Regions from separate parts of the Mus musculus genome. Here region 2 is linked to region 1. Evidence: chromatin contacts called from public Hi-C data. All regions are on one chromosome and are shown on one strand. Each heading gives the region's core, a stretch centred on a gene start, on an enhancer-like site or on the middle of the called end of the contact. The rest is flanking DNA. Distances are from core to core; before and after follow the strand shown. Region 1 holds the start of Smad1 (SMAD family member 1). Region 2 overlaps Gm39205 (a long non-coding RNA gene).

The links. Hi-C and Micro-C count contacts between places; a contact is called where the count stands out from the background.
Region 2: a Hi-C map of bone marrow-derived macrophages shows a contact between it and region 1, with 1.6 times the contacts expected there. The contact joins the enhancer-like site here to the promoter of Smad1 in region 1. A contact is called at or near these places in 9 of 484 Hi-C or Micro-C datasets (Sertoli cells, bone marrow-derived macrophages, conventional dendritic cells and 4 more), 6 of 115 datasets of contacts at active chromatin or transcription factors (bone marrow-derived dendritic cells, bone marrow-derived macrophages, embryonic stem cells and 1 more) and 3 of 9 other capture datasets (adipose tissue, liver and pancreatic islet).

The regions. Positions count from the first base shown.
Region 1 is chr8:79,396,301-79,402,485 of GRCm38.p6, reverse strand. Smad1 (SMAD family member 1) reads left to right here and starts at 3,058. Exons shown (of 7, transcript NM_008539.4): 1 at 3,058-3,233. Gm51578 (a long non-coding RNA gene) reads left to right here. Exons shown (of 3, transcript XR_003947567.1): 3 at 1,430-1,776.
Region 2 is chr8:79,441,078-79,447,262 of GRCm38.p6, reverse strand. Gm39205 (a long non-coding RNA gene) reads right to left here. Exons shown (of 4, transcript XR_878955.1): 2 at 3,725-3,983; 3 at 2,500-2,524; 4 at 1-257. Among named protein-coding and RNA genes, the nearest start is that of Gm39205, 3.8 kb to the right of the region's middle. Within about 2 kb of position 3,327, at least 5 of the 459 cell types and tissues checked have an H3K27ac peak or open chromatin away from gene starts, as enhancers often do. A contact at or near this core is called in bone marrow-derived macrophages, where this site is marked.

The sequences.
Region 1 (6,185 bases), core at 1,809-4,308:
CTGAAGGCCTGGAGGAGTGCTGCTTTTCAGTGTACATTGGAAGGCTAAAGAAGCTAGGCTCTGATGGCACTGAGGAATGGAAGCAGGCAAAAACAAACAAGCCAAAACCTCAAAAGCATGAGTTATCCCATTTCTCTGGTTAGCTAAGATATCTACTAACAATAAAGGAAGGGTGACCAAGCATGCTAGCAGCAAGAAAGAGCACATTTGAGCATGGAACTGAGTAGTACAAGTGAATGTCAGACACTGGCCAGGGAGGGCCTCACGGCACGCTATGAGTGATGGCGCGGGTGCGGATGGGCAAAGCTGCATGGACGTCTCTGGGAAGGGCTGTCCAGGGAGGGTATGGCCATACACTCAGGTGAAGCTGTGTCCAGACTGATCTGCAAGATGGAGGTGGCCAGGATGGCACTGGGAAGAGAAGAGAGAAAGACTAGGCTGGGGTGGGAGAGAATGGCAAACAGAAGGTAGATTGTGCATGACCTCCATGTGGTAAAATGGTTATTCTGAGAGAAGTGGGAAGTCAGTTGATTTTTGTTTTGTTTTTTGTTTTTGTTTTTTTAACAAACAAAATGACTTTAATAATGAGGTTAATCACAATTTACAACTGTCTCAAAAATGCCCATTTTGAAAGAGTATCCAAAATTTTATTACCATTTAAAGAAATAATCTGCATGGAGTAAAATAAAAATTTATAATGTGCATAGTATTAGTAACTATCATTTAGGGACAGTAGTCATGCACTAAGAAAGGCCATCTGTGGTGCTATAAATTACTTTAATGAACAGTTGCATGATGCCATTGTATATCTCCCTAGGATTTTTTTGTTTATTTTTATTATATGTGTATGGTGCTTTGCTGGTATGTGTCTCCATGTCTTCACTTATATTATGCATGTTTCAACAAGGCCTTCCCTGGTGTGTCTGGCCTGGTGCCCTGGAGGACAGAAGAGGGTATTGGATGTCCTGGAACTGGAGATATGGTTATGAGCTGTCCTGTGGTTGCTGGGAGTTGAACCCAGGACCCTCTGGAAGAGCAGACAGGTCTTAACTTCTAAGGCATCCCTCCAGACCTCCCTTCAGGACTTAAACAAGAAACATGCACTGCCTTTAGATGCCTGCAATTAAAAAAAAAAACAGCACTATTTGGATAAAATTTACAATCATAGAATGTAGCTATTCAAAATGTACAATCATATGACTTTTGCTATATCCACACAGTTGTGTAACTACCTGATTTTATTATTAATCTTATTTTGGAATCCTTTAGAGACCCTCCTAGGTCTTTCAATCCTGCACCCCACACTGTAATCCCAGGTTTTCCTATTCTGTTCCATGGCTTTGTCTACTATGAGCATCTTGCATGAAGGAAGCAAGTTCATTTGGCAGAATGTCTAATACTTGGTTGTTTTGTTTTGTTTTTGAGACAGGTCTCACAGAGGCCACGGTGGTCTTGAAGTTACTATATAGCCAAGGATGCCCTTGGACTTCTGACCTTGCTCCAGCCCAGAGGGTGGGCATTAGAGGCCAGCACCATCCCACCCGGTTTATTCTGTGCTGAGGATGGGACAGAGGCTCTCATTCCACCCTGGGAGGCAGGGGAAGTGCTTCTTTCCTTTTCTATGGCTGAGTAATGTTCCCATGTATGGATATACCTCACTCTTTTCATCTACAGAGGGTCTGTACAGGGGAGGGAAATGGCCCTGAGTGGCTTTAAGCCAGGCTCACTCCAACTGTTGCCCAAGGGACCAGAGAGCAACCAACTATGTCAAATGCTGCTTTTAAGGAAAATAAGATGAGATCCAAGAATTGACCAGTAAGTGCTCAAATAGTTTAATGAAGAAAGAAATTTAATTAGCAGGAATATTCTTATGTATAATTTATAAATGGCATTTTATGGGTTTATGGGATTTGTTGCATTTCCTTTGAATAATTAAATATGTAATGCAGATATAATACTTAAATAATTAATAAGAATTTTAAGTGGAGTGCTAAGCATGTAAAGGTACAGGAATAATTGGAGAGTGTCATTAATTTGTAGTGGCCTTTGGTATTTCTTTATATTGCGGGCAATGATTTTTTTCTTTTTTTGGTTTGTGGGGCATTTACTCCTAGAATAGTTCTTCTCTAAACATAACTCAACATTATGATAAGTGTTCAAGATTCCATGCCAACTTCCAGAAACTGACCAAGAAAAAAAGTTGATTGTTTCAAGAAGGTGTTTTTGGTGTCTGAACAGATCAGTAAGATGTGAGTTCCTTTGTGTGTGTGTGTGTATTTTTGTTTTGTGGGTTTTTTTGGGGGGGTGGGTGGGAATAGGGGCAAAACTGTTATCTAAAAGATTGCACCCAAATTTACAGTACTAAAAGGGTATTTCCCAGTCCAAAGCCAGTCTGGTCTGTAGAGAGAGATCTCATTTCCAGGCAAACAAGAAAGCAAGGAAGTTCAGTTGTAAAGTTCTTGTCCAGCATGCATAAGGCCATGGGTTCGATGATTCCCAGAACCTTATAAATAAAAATATGTGCAGCCCTGTAATCCCAGCACTGAGGATGTGGAGGCTGGAGGAAGAGAAGTTCAAGGCCTTTTCCCCTTCAAAGCGTGTTCGAGGTCATCCTGGGCTACGAGACCTTTTAACAAACATACAAATGGTTTCTGTCATTTGCCGCAGGAAGGGTACATACTGGAAATAAATGTATCTACCTAGTAGTTAACAGGTCAGCCAATTTGAGGCTCATGCTACATGAAGGGCCGGTAAATCACTGAGTCAGTGATTGCAGGGCCTTTAAAAATGCGTTTTTAGGACGACTGAGTGGGCTCGATGGTCGTGTTCGAGAACTTTTCAGAAAATAACACAGGCTTTGGAATTTGACTGGCAGCTAGGCAGGGACTAGAGTCAGAGGAAGGCGCGGGCCGGTAATTTGGAGAGGATCCCTAAGCGGCAGCGGGCGCGCGCGGTGCGCGTGTGAGCGAGGGCAAGCGGCAGGCGGGTTGTGCGCCGGGTATTGGCAGGCGGGCTGTGGAGGCTGGGCGGTTCCGACTGCCTGACGCCAGCGCGACCAGATCAATCCAGGCTCGGGGAGCGAGCGGGCGCACCAAGGCGAGGCCGGGGCCGAGGCGCGGGGACGGCGGCCCGGAGCTAAGCAGAGCGCGGGGACGGCGGCCGGGAGCGGATCGGAGCACGGGACCCGGCGCCGGGTCTCGTGCGTCCCTGCGGATGGGCGCGCCGCCGAGCCGGTAAAGCCGAGCGTACCCGAGCCGACTCGAGACAGACTTGTCCTGTGCCGCGCGGGGCGCACCGGGACAGGGACCAGCTCCAGGGGGGGATCCTGGGCGGGCTCCGGGGGGCATCCCGGGCGGGCTCCGGGGGAGGATCGGGGACAGGCTCCGAGGGGATTCTGGGCGGGCTCTGGGGTCGATCTGGGACGGGCTCCGGGGAGGATCCGGGAGGACTCGGGGGACCCGCGCTGAAGGAAATCTGGGACGAGCTCCGGGACGCAGTCCCCCCCCCCCCCCATGATGGCGCCTCGCGGCCGCGAACCTGCCGCCAGACCTCCCTGCCTCCCCGCGTCTTTGTCGGGCGTGTCCAGTTCTCCGGGGACCCCCGTTCCGCATCGGGCCGCAGCCCCATTGTGTCCCCGCCCCGGCCTGCGGACCCTCGCGGGGACAGCGCTGCGCTCAGCTCGGGTCTCCCTGGATGGACGCGCGCACCCCTGTGGGTCCCCACACAGCCTGATTTGGGGATCGGGGTTAAGGAAAGTTCGTAGCGTAGTTCCCTCTGATTTATTCAAAGGTCTGGCGGCCTCGCGTCTCCCCCCCCCCCCCCCCGCCCCCTTCCGCCTACACCCCCTGCGTCGCCCAGTGTCGCCTCATTCCTTTCCCTTTACCGGATTCGATTGCCTCACTGCGCGTTCCGAGCGCCGAGAACAACTGTTCTCGTCCAGACCGTCTTTGTTAGTGTTTCTGTCGCGGGGTGGGGGCGGTGGGCGTGAGAGCGCGGGCCTGTGCAGCCGCTTTGCGGACTGCGTGCGAAGGCTGCGGGGCCAGCGTCTCCCCGAGGTGCTCGGAGGAGCCAGGAGGGACCATCACCGGCTACATCCAGACAGTATGGTAGTCGCGGCTTTTGTTTATTCGGAGGCACATGTAGTTTTTCTAAATGCACGGTACAAAGTAATCCAGCCAAGAGCTTTCCATCTGAAAATCGCCGCCTATGCCACAGCCATCTAAGAGAGCATCGTTGTAGAATGCTTGTTGTCAACCCCTGGCCTCTTCCCCCTCTCTTGGGTTCCTGGGTGACATCTGAAGTTTTCAAAGCACGGACTGAAAGGAGTTGCTTGGTTTATGTAATGCCTTCCTGTTTTTGGAGCAGATTCACAGCATGCCCTTCACAGCATCAATCTCTCTCTAAGGGCCTGTGGTGGATAATGTGCCCACACCTCAGCACAATGAGAAAACTGTTCCCTGGCCAGGTTCATTTTTCATCGTGTTTATAATTACCACTGTAAGTTGTACCGGAAGCTGATGAGCTGTGCTGGAACAATTCACAAAGAGTCAAGGCAGAGGCAGTGTCCACTGCCTGGGTGTTTTCAATTGGTGCGCCTATGTTTTGCACCAGCGTTACTGTGATGTAGGTGCCAGGCCTAAATAGACTGGACTGGCTTTTGGGTTCGCCCTCTCCATCTCTGCTTTCCTCGTTTTCAGTTAGATGATATTTCTCTGAAGGTGGAGTGCCATCTGTGGAAGTCTGCATTTCCTAGGGAACTGTAAACCAGGGTCTCTTCTGGGGGTGGGGATGCCAGAGGCTCCAGAACGATCAGGTTTCTTCAGAGGATGGGGATTTGTCCTTGATTTAGTTTTGACCCCTGCAACCATAGTAGTAATAAAATACACTCTCCCTTTTGCAATGTCCTCTAGTTCTTGGAGAGATGGTGGTTTTGACATTTTGGAGGAGTAGCTGGGTTTTGTTTTGCTTTTGGCAATTAAAAAAATGCTAAACTCTTGTTCGTTTTGGAATTTAAATTCCTTTTCTGGTAAATTCGTGTGAGCATTAAGAGGAAGTAAATCTTGGTCCCCAGTTACACACATTAGTTAAAAACTAAATTTCGGTTTTTAATCTTGATTTCCAGCTATTCTGGGCTCAAGATAAAATGCAATAATGTGGTATATTGGAAGAAGAATAAGCTCTGATGTAATTAGATGAGCATATTTAAGCTGCAGTAGCCTACATAATCAAGGCCAAGTTGTGTGTGTGTGTGTGTGTATAAAAGACCTCATTTGTGTGGTCTTACAGGGCTAATGGAGGCATCGCCGAGACTTTATAAATAATGTAGAGTTGTGTGTAATGCGGAGTCTCCAGAGAGGCAGAGAGAGCATCATTACCAGCCTTTTCAACCTGCTTGAGATCTTAAATTGATTTACAGCACTGAACTGGTGCAAAATGATCCGTCAGGATGACATGGGGTCAGCCTGTAAAAGTCTGTGATGTCAGCCTATTAGTTCAGCCATCATAATTAAACCGTATTCTAGGGCAGCTAAGCAGGACTCTGGCGTTATACTTCAGATATGGGTGCTACATGGATTTGGTTTATGATGGAGAGGGGAGATGGTGAAGAACCTCCGTGTTGTTAAAAGAGGGCCAAGTGTTCTGAACTGTGATTTCTGGGCTGAGGGTTGCTGCATCTTGTTAAAGGTGTAGCTTTTCATGTGATGCTCTGGGTTGGTAATGGGGACCTTCACAGTTGCGATCTTTGTATCAAATGATGCTTTCGTCAGTGTGAATTTAACGTGGCCTTCTGGATGCGCTGAGATACCAAAGGAAGGCATCCTTCTTTGTTTCTGCCCTGAGCTTGCACGGTGCTGGTAAGTGAGTGAGGAGGTTATTGCTTTAACAGGGTATAGGCTCCAGGCTTCCACTGAAGACATAACAGCGACTCAATCGGAAAAGAAAGACCATCGCTTTTGCTTAAGTTCTTGTAATTTAGGCACTCAGTCTATTAAGTAGAAGTAGCCTTGTCTGTGTAGCTCAGTCATTATTTAAGATACAGTGTTGCCTGCACCACCCACATTTCAAGTAGTCATAAGCCACTACCATGTTGAATGGAATGTGCCTGTGACAGTTTTTATTCTCCCAGAAAATTCTAGATTCTAGAATCTAGAGAGTTGACCTAGGACTCCTCTGCACAAATACTT
Region 2 (6,185 bases), core at 2,078-4,577, 45 kb before region 1:
CCATTTCTTCCTAATAATGTTCACATCTCTATCTTCTTGAAAGACACAGTATTTTCTGTTGCAACAGATCTCAATTTTCTCATTGTTCTGCAGGCTGGAAGACTGAGATGAGGGTGGAGGGTGGTGACCTGCAGGCCTGGAGGTTTGGTACCTTCTTCTCCTGGCCTTGTAGAAAGCTGTCTTGTCCCCATGTGTTCACTGGTCTTTCCTCTGTGTCTGTGTCTGTGGGGGTCCCCCGTAGGGCCAGGTTTCTTCAGCTTTCAAAGACACCAGTCAGAATGGATTAGGACTCTGTAACATCCTTGTTTTAACTTATTTATCTGTTAAAATATTCTGTATCTGAATTCAGTCTCATGCTGTTGTACAAGGACAGGTCAGGATGGGGATGTCGGGATGGGCGAGGACAGAGAGGAGCACAGTGCAACCCTGGCAGTGATTGAGTTAGAATTCTTTTTCTCCCTTCTAAAGGTCCCCCCCATCAATGAAGGGTTTCTCTCCTACCCCCAGCTGCTTACCAGCTCAGGGCTACATCATCAGTAAAACTCTTTTCACATTTAATACATTTCCTAATCTTTTTTCCTAATCTTTCTCCTTCCTATAAGGATATCTATAACCAGTATAGCTATGTATAACCTATATATAGCTATAACTTATGAGAGATATTTTGACACTTTTCTTTTTTCAGGTAAGGTCTCAATCTGCCCTAGGCTAACCTGGAATTTAGCTTCCTAGGATGGCCTTGAACTTGGGATTTTCTATACGTAAAGTATTTTAATGGGTAATTTAGTGTTCTTTACCAATCTTATTGATCTATATATTCAGTTTTTAAAATTTTTGTTTTTGAGACAGGGTTTCTCTAAAGCCTTAACTAACTTCATAGACCAGGCTGGTCTCACAGAGATCCACCTGCCTCTGCCTACTGAATTAAAGGGTTAAAGGCATGTACTACCACATGGCTTTATTTTTGTGGTTATATTTTTGTCCACTTTCACATTTCTTTAAAATTAGAAGGCAAATCTGATTAATATAATTAATTCTATTGTGTTGAGAAACTGAAGTCTTTATGTTGCCAGGACAAAGGGTTATTTGCCACCAGTCCTCAAGGGAATGGCCAGAAATTAGCCCCCTAGTGAAAATATTAAAACTTATCATTGAATTCATCCTAAATTGAGGAAAGCTGTTCTTTGGCATAATTAGGCAAAAGCTAAGATTAGGTCAGTAGATATAAAAACTGTCTCTTAAAAAGAGTAAAATTTTCGGATATCAATGTTTTTCTTCTGCCTTGGTGTATGCGAGTTACGGTTGTTACTCCCAGAAAGTGTCTTACTGTCTCCTCTGCTAGTGTTTGTGTCTGTCTGTCTCACTGAAAGGGATTTGAGTATGGATTGCTTCATTTCAAGCTTTCACTTGCGCATGCCTGGCATAGCTTTTAAAATGACAAAGGTAGAATTTCCTATCTCGGTTAGTATCTAGTAAGTACTCAGAACTTGCAGGCACGTTCTAAATTGTTTAGTGAAAGGGAAGCCACAAAAATCTTCCCTTTTGCGCAAAACCTTATCACTGGTTACTTGAGATGAAAATATTTGTGGATCGCTTGTTCGGCGGCATCTCCTTTAAGGGAGAGAATTTGTCTTGTTTATAGCCAAAGGCCATGTTACACATAATAAGTTCAGCAAATCTTTGTAGAAATGAGAGCAGAGGTGGCTGGTTATGTTCAGAGATGAATAGAAATTCCACAGCTCACTTATTGGAATAACTCAGAGCTCAGATGAACTTCTGGTCATATTTGAATAAGTGTCTCCTGCATACTTTGCTACAAAGACAGTCCAAATGATAAAGGGCCACCTGAGACACTGAGGCGTACAGCTGACACAATCGAGTCGGGGCCCATCAGTAGTGGCTTATTAAACTCTAGATGCCCAGCCTGAAAAGGGTGGGGTTCTGGCAAAAGACTGGTTTTTCTGAGGTGAAGTAATTTTCACCTCAAGCAAAGCATTTATTGTAAGTAGCATGGGTTGTCTTGATGCATGAAATAACCCACCTACGTTCAAACTCTACTCCATAAGCAAGTCTTCCTTTTACATTTTGTGATGTTATATTTCATGTTTGAAATTTACAAACATTTGTTCACTTAAAATATTTACTAAGTCTGGCTGTCAGCATTTCATTATTGCTGTATCCTTAGCGTTTTTACAACCTTTCAAATTTAAGAAGGTATTCAGTTAAGTCAGTCTCTCTCTTTCTCTCTCTCTTTCTCTCTCTGTATGTGTGTGTGTGTGTGTGTGTGTGTGCACACGTGTACATGCATGTGTGCATGCATGTCTACCTGCCTGCTTTCCAAAGATATCAGACACAGATATTGTTTCTTGATAGTCATTATCTCTTGTTAGGGTTTCAGAATCATCACATGATGAAAAGGAAATGAACTCTATATGAGGATTGAAAAACAGTTTACAACAATGAGCTTTAAAGGTCCAAATTTTCAGGGCTAGAACTTACCTGTAGGCAAAACCTGTGCTGTATGCTTTGTGAAAAAAAAAAAGAAGCTATTAGCTGTATGTCTCTGAGCACTGTGTTAATGTACGAGTGTCGTTCTGATAACTTCTTGGTCATCAGTATAAATGAGCAGAATGACTTCTGCATTGAGTTTGTTATGAGTTATCTGTAAGTGATATCATCTTACTTACATAACAGAGATGACCTTCACCGGACTTACTGTACTTAAAGTGAATAGCTTCCTTTCTCAGACAGGATAAATGCTGAGGTTATATACTTAATATTTTCAAAAACACTCTTTTTGACAATACTCAATTAATATTAATATTGGAGTGTCATTTTCCCCCTTAAACTCTGTGTTACTTTCTCACAGCTCCAGTGAAAATTGATTTAAAAACAAAACAAGTTTCTCACTTAGTCTATAAAAATCATAGCCATAAATCACATTGATATACATGATGAGACATGTAGACTTTTTAAATTACAGAAAAATCAGGATATTATCTGTAGTCACGTAGCGTATTTATCGAGGACTGAACACAGGCATCTTGATATCCAGTCCCTTTTTTGTGACATAGAAATAAAAATCTATGAGCTATTTTTGTAACTAACTTTGAACTTACCCCCGAGATTCTATAGTTATATTATTGGGGGTGACTAGTAAATAGTTGGGGGGAGTGAGTGAAGTCCTGAGCAAATGTGTACCCTTGACATGAGCAAGGCCATGCAAGGCCACCAATGCCTCCGACGCCTGGGGATGGCGAGGCCTTCCTGTGGTCAGGCTCAACGGAATGACAAGAACTCTCCCTGGGCCAAATATGGATGTTGATGAACAGTAGACCTTCAGCTAAAACCAGAATGTACAGAAAGTCTGACCACAGGTTCCTCCTAATGAATGCAGCGTAAGACTTCTCCCCTACCAAGACCCCCCCCTGAGATCAGCTAACTCTTCTCCTTGTTTCTGTTGCACAGGATGAATAGGCCGGTTTTCTGGGCTGCTGCTGGCAGACTCCATCTGAGACATGGACCACCCAAACCCAGGTTTACATGACTTGTGTCTGTCACTTCTTCATTCCCTGTTGCTCGAGTCAGACCGAGCCCAAAGCGGGCTGCAGCAGTCACGTGACCTTTTCAGCAGCCAGTTATATTAGTGCACAGTGTACGGTGATTAAGCAAGCACAGGTTTACATAAAAGATTTCAAATTAGCGTCAAAGACACGTAGCATACCTTAAGGTTTGGCTCTGAAATAGACCTTGGTCTTCAGTCTGTGGTGCCACTGGGAAGCAACGCAGTCTTTAGTGGGGAGAGACTAATGGAAGGAATATGTGTCTCCTGTGTTTGCCTCTGATGACAGCATAGGGAGCCTGCCTCTTCCTTTTGTTGTCTTTGCTTTCCAGCCATCCTGAGGGGGGACAGCTTCCTACTGTGATGGTCTGCATGGCACAGCCCCCAGAGCAGCAGAGCCAGCGGAGGCAGACTGAAATCACTAAAATCAGAAGCCAAGTCAAGTCTGTCCTCCCTTTAAGTTACTTGTATCAAGTAGAACGGCAGCTGTCAAGCACATACCATAGGGTAACTTACAAGCAGTTCAAACTAAATGTGTGTACAGGCAAAACTACCCAAAGAGAAGCTTAAAGGGGGCTGTTGCTGCACTGCTACTTGAAATCTAGGTAGGATCAAGGCCAGATAAACCGTGTCCATAGTATAATGAGTTTTAAAGTTCTCCAGCTATAAGCTCAACTTAGTGATTGAGTAAAAAAAAAAAAAAAAAAAAAAAAAAACTATACAATTATTTCAAAAGATGGTTCTGTTATTTGATATATATATTTTTGCATTTGGCATGGTTCCTTTAAAATCATTTTTTAAAAACTATTATTTTTAAAGTAGGGTACAATTTACTTTCTTCATTCCATTATCTACACACACACACACACACACACACTGATGACAAGACCAAAGCAAACCATGAAATGATGGTCACCTGCCATGGCATGTGGCTCTGGGATTGACCTGATTGAGGTGCCAGGAATGAAGGTCTTCATAGGGGCACAGTGAACACTTCACTGACTTCCTCTCCAGCCTCTACATTCGTTGTCTTGATTGCACTAATAGCTCCATATGCCAAAATTTATCAACTTTTGTACTTTAAGTAGGTGTGGGTAATTGTATGTTAATTATACTTCCATAAAGCTGTTTTCTGTTTGTCTTATAGTACTGGGGACTGAACCAGAGAGCTTGCACATGCTAGGAAAGCATTCTAGCACTCGGCAATGTCCCCAGACCCAGAGTCTCATACATAGCCCAAGCTAGCCTCAAATTCATGATCCTCTTGGATCACCCTCTAAAAGTGCCATGTTTTTAGGAGTAACCACATGCCTGACAATAAAGAAATATATATGTAATATATAACATATAGCATATAACATATAATATAATACATAATATATATGGTGCAACAATTGCAAGTCTGCTTCTGTGTATTACTTAGACGGCTTCAATTATTCACTGATGTGTCAACAGTGCTAGCGTGTGTCACTGTCATCAAGCTCTCGAGTGGCTCAGTACCTTCCATTTCCAGAGGGCATGCTCTCATGGGAAGCACTGAAATGCACTTACAAGTCAAAACACAATTGTAATGAATTAGTCCCATGTATGTTTTAACCACTAAATACCTTTTGTGCTGGCGCTTTTCTCTTAACTCCAGCTGTTTCTGAAAGGAGGAAAATTAACACTCACCTGTGCTGTGGCACTGAGACGCTGAAAAACACTAAACCTAAAGACAAAATAATCTACCTCAAAAGAGAAAAACCAAAAGGCAATTAGATGTATAATTGTGTCAGTCTGGTTTGGGGCCATAAACTGGATTTCTTCTGCCTTTAAGAATGGTGTATTGGGTATTCTAAGCCTGGGACCAGAGAATTCACTTAGCAGTTAACAGCACTTGCTGCTCTTGCAAGGAACCTGGATTTGGTTCCCAGCACCCACATGGCAGCTTACAACTATTCATAACTCCAGTTCCAGGAAACATGACACCCCTTCCAACCTCTGTGGGCATCAGGAATGCACATGATGAACTTAAATACACGCAGGCAAAACACTCCCATACAAGACATCACTCTTTAAAGTTAGCCTCAGCCTGACAGAGAAGGTGAACGTTCTGACTAGTTTTAGGTCAACTTGATACAATCTATAGTCTTCGGAGAGGAGGGAACCTCAATAGAGAAAACACCTCCATAAGATCCAGTTGTAAGCAAGCCTGCAAGGGATTTTCTTCATTAGTGATCAATCGGGAGGGCCCATTGTGGGTGGTGCCATTCCTGGGCTGCTGGTCCTGGGTTCTATAAGAAAGCAAACTGAGCAAACCATGGGGAGCCAGAAAGCAGCACTCCTCCATGGCTTCCCATCAGCTTTGCTTCCAGGTTCCTGCTCTGTGTGAGTTCCTGTCTAGATTTCCTTTAATGATGAAGTGGGTATGTAAGGCAAATAAGCCCTCTCCCTCCAACTTGCTTTTGGTCATGGTGTTTTATAACAGTAATAGCAACCCGGACCAAGACAATGAGTGACCCCTTTCCATGTTACCAAGCCTTGCATGTACATGGTGGTGTGTGGTAGGTACATTGTAAGACAAGGCAGGATAGAGTTCACTGATGGCCATGGAACCTGGGACAAGTCCCCTACTGGAATGAAG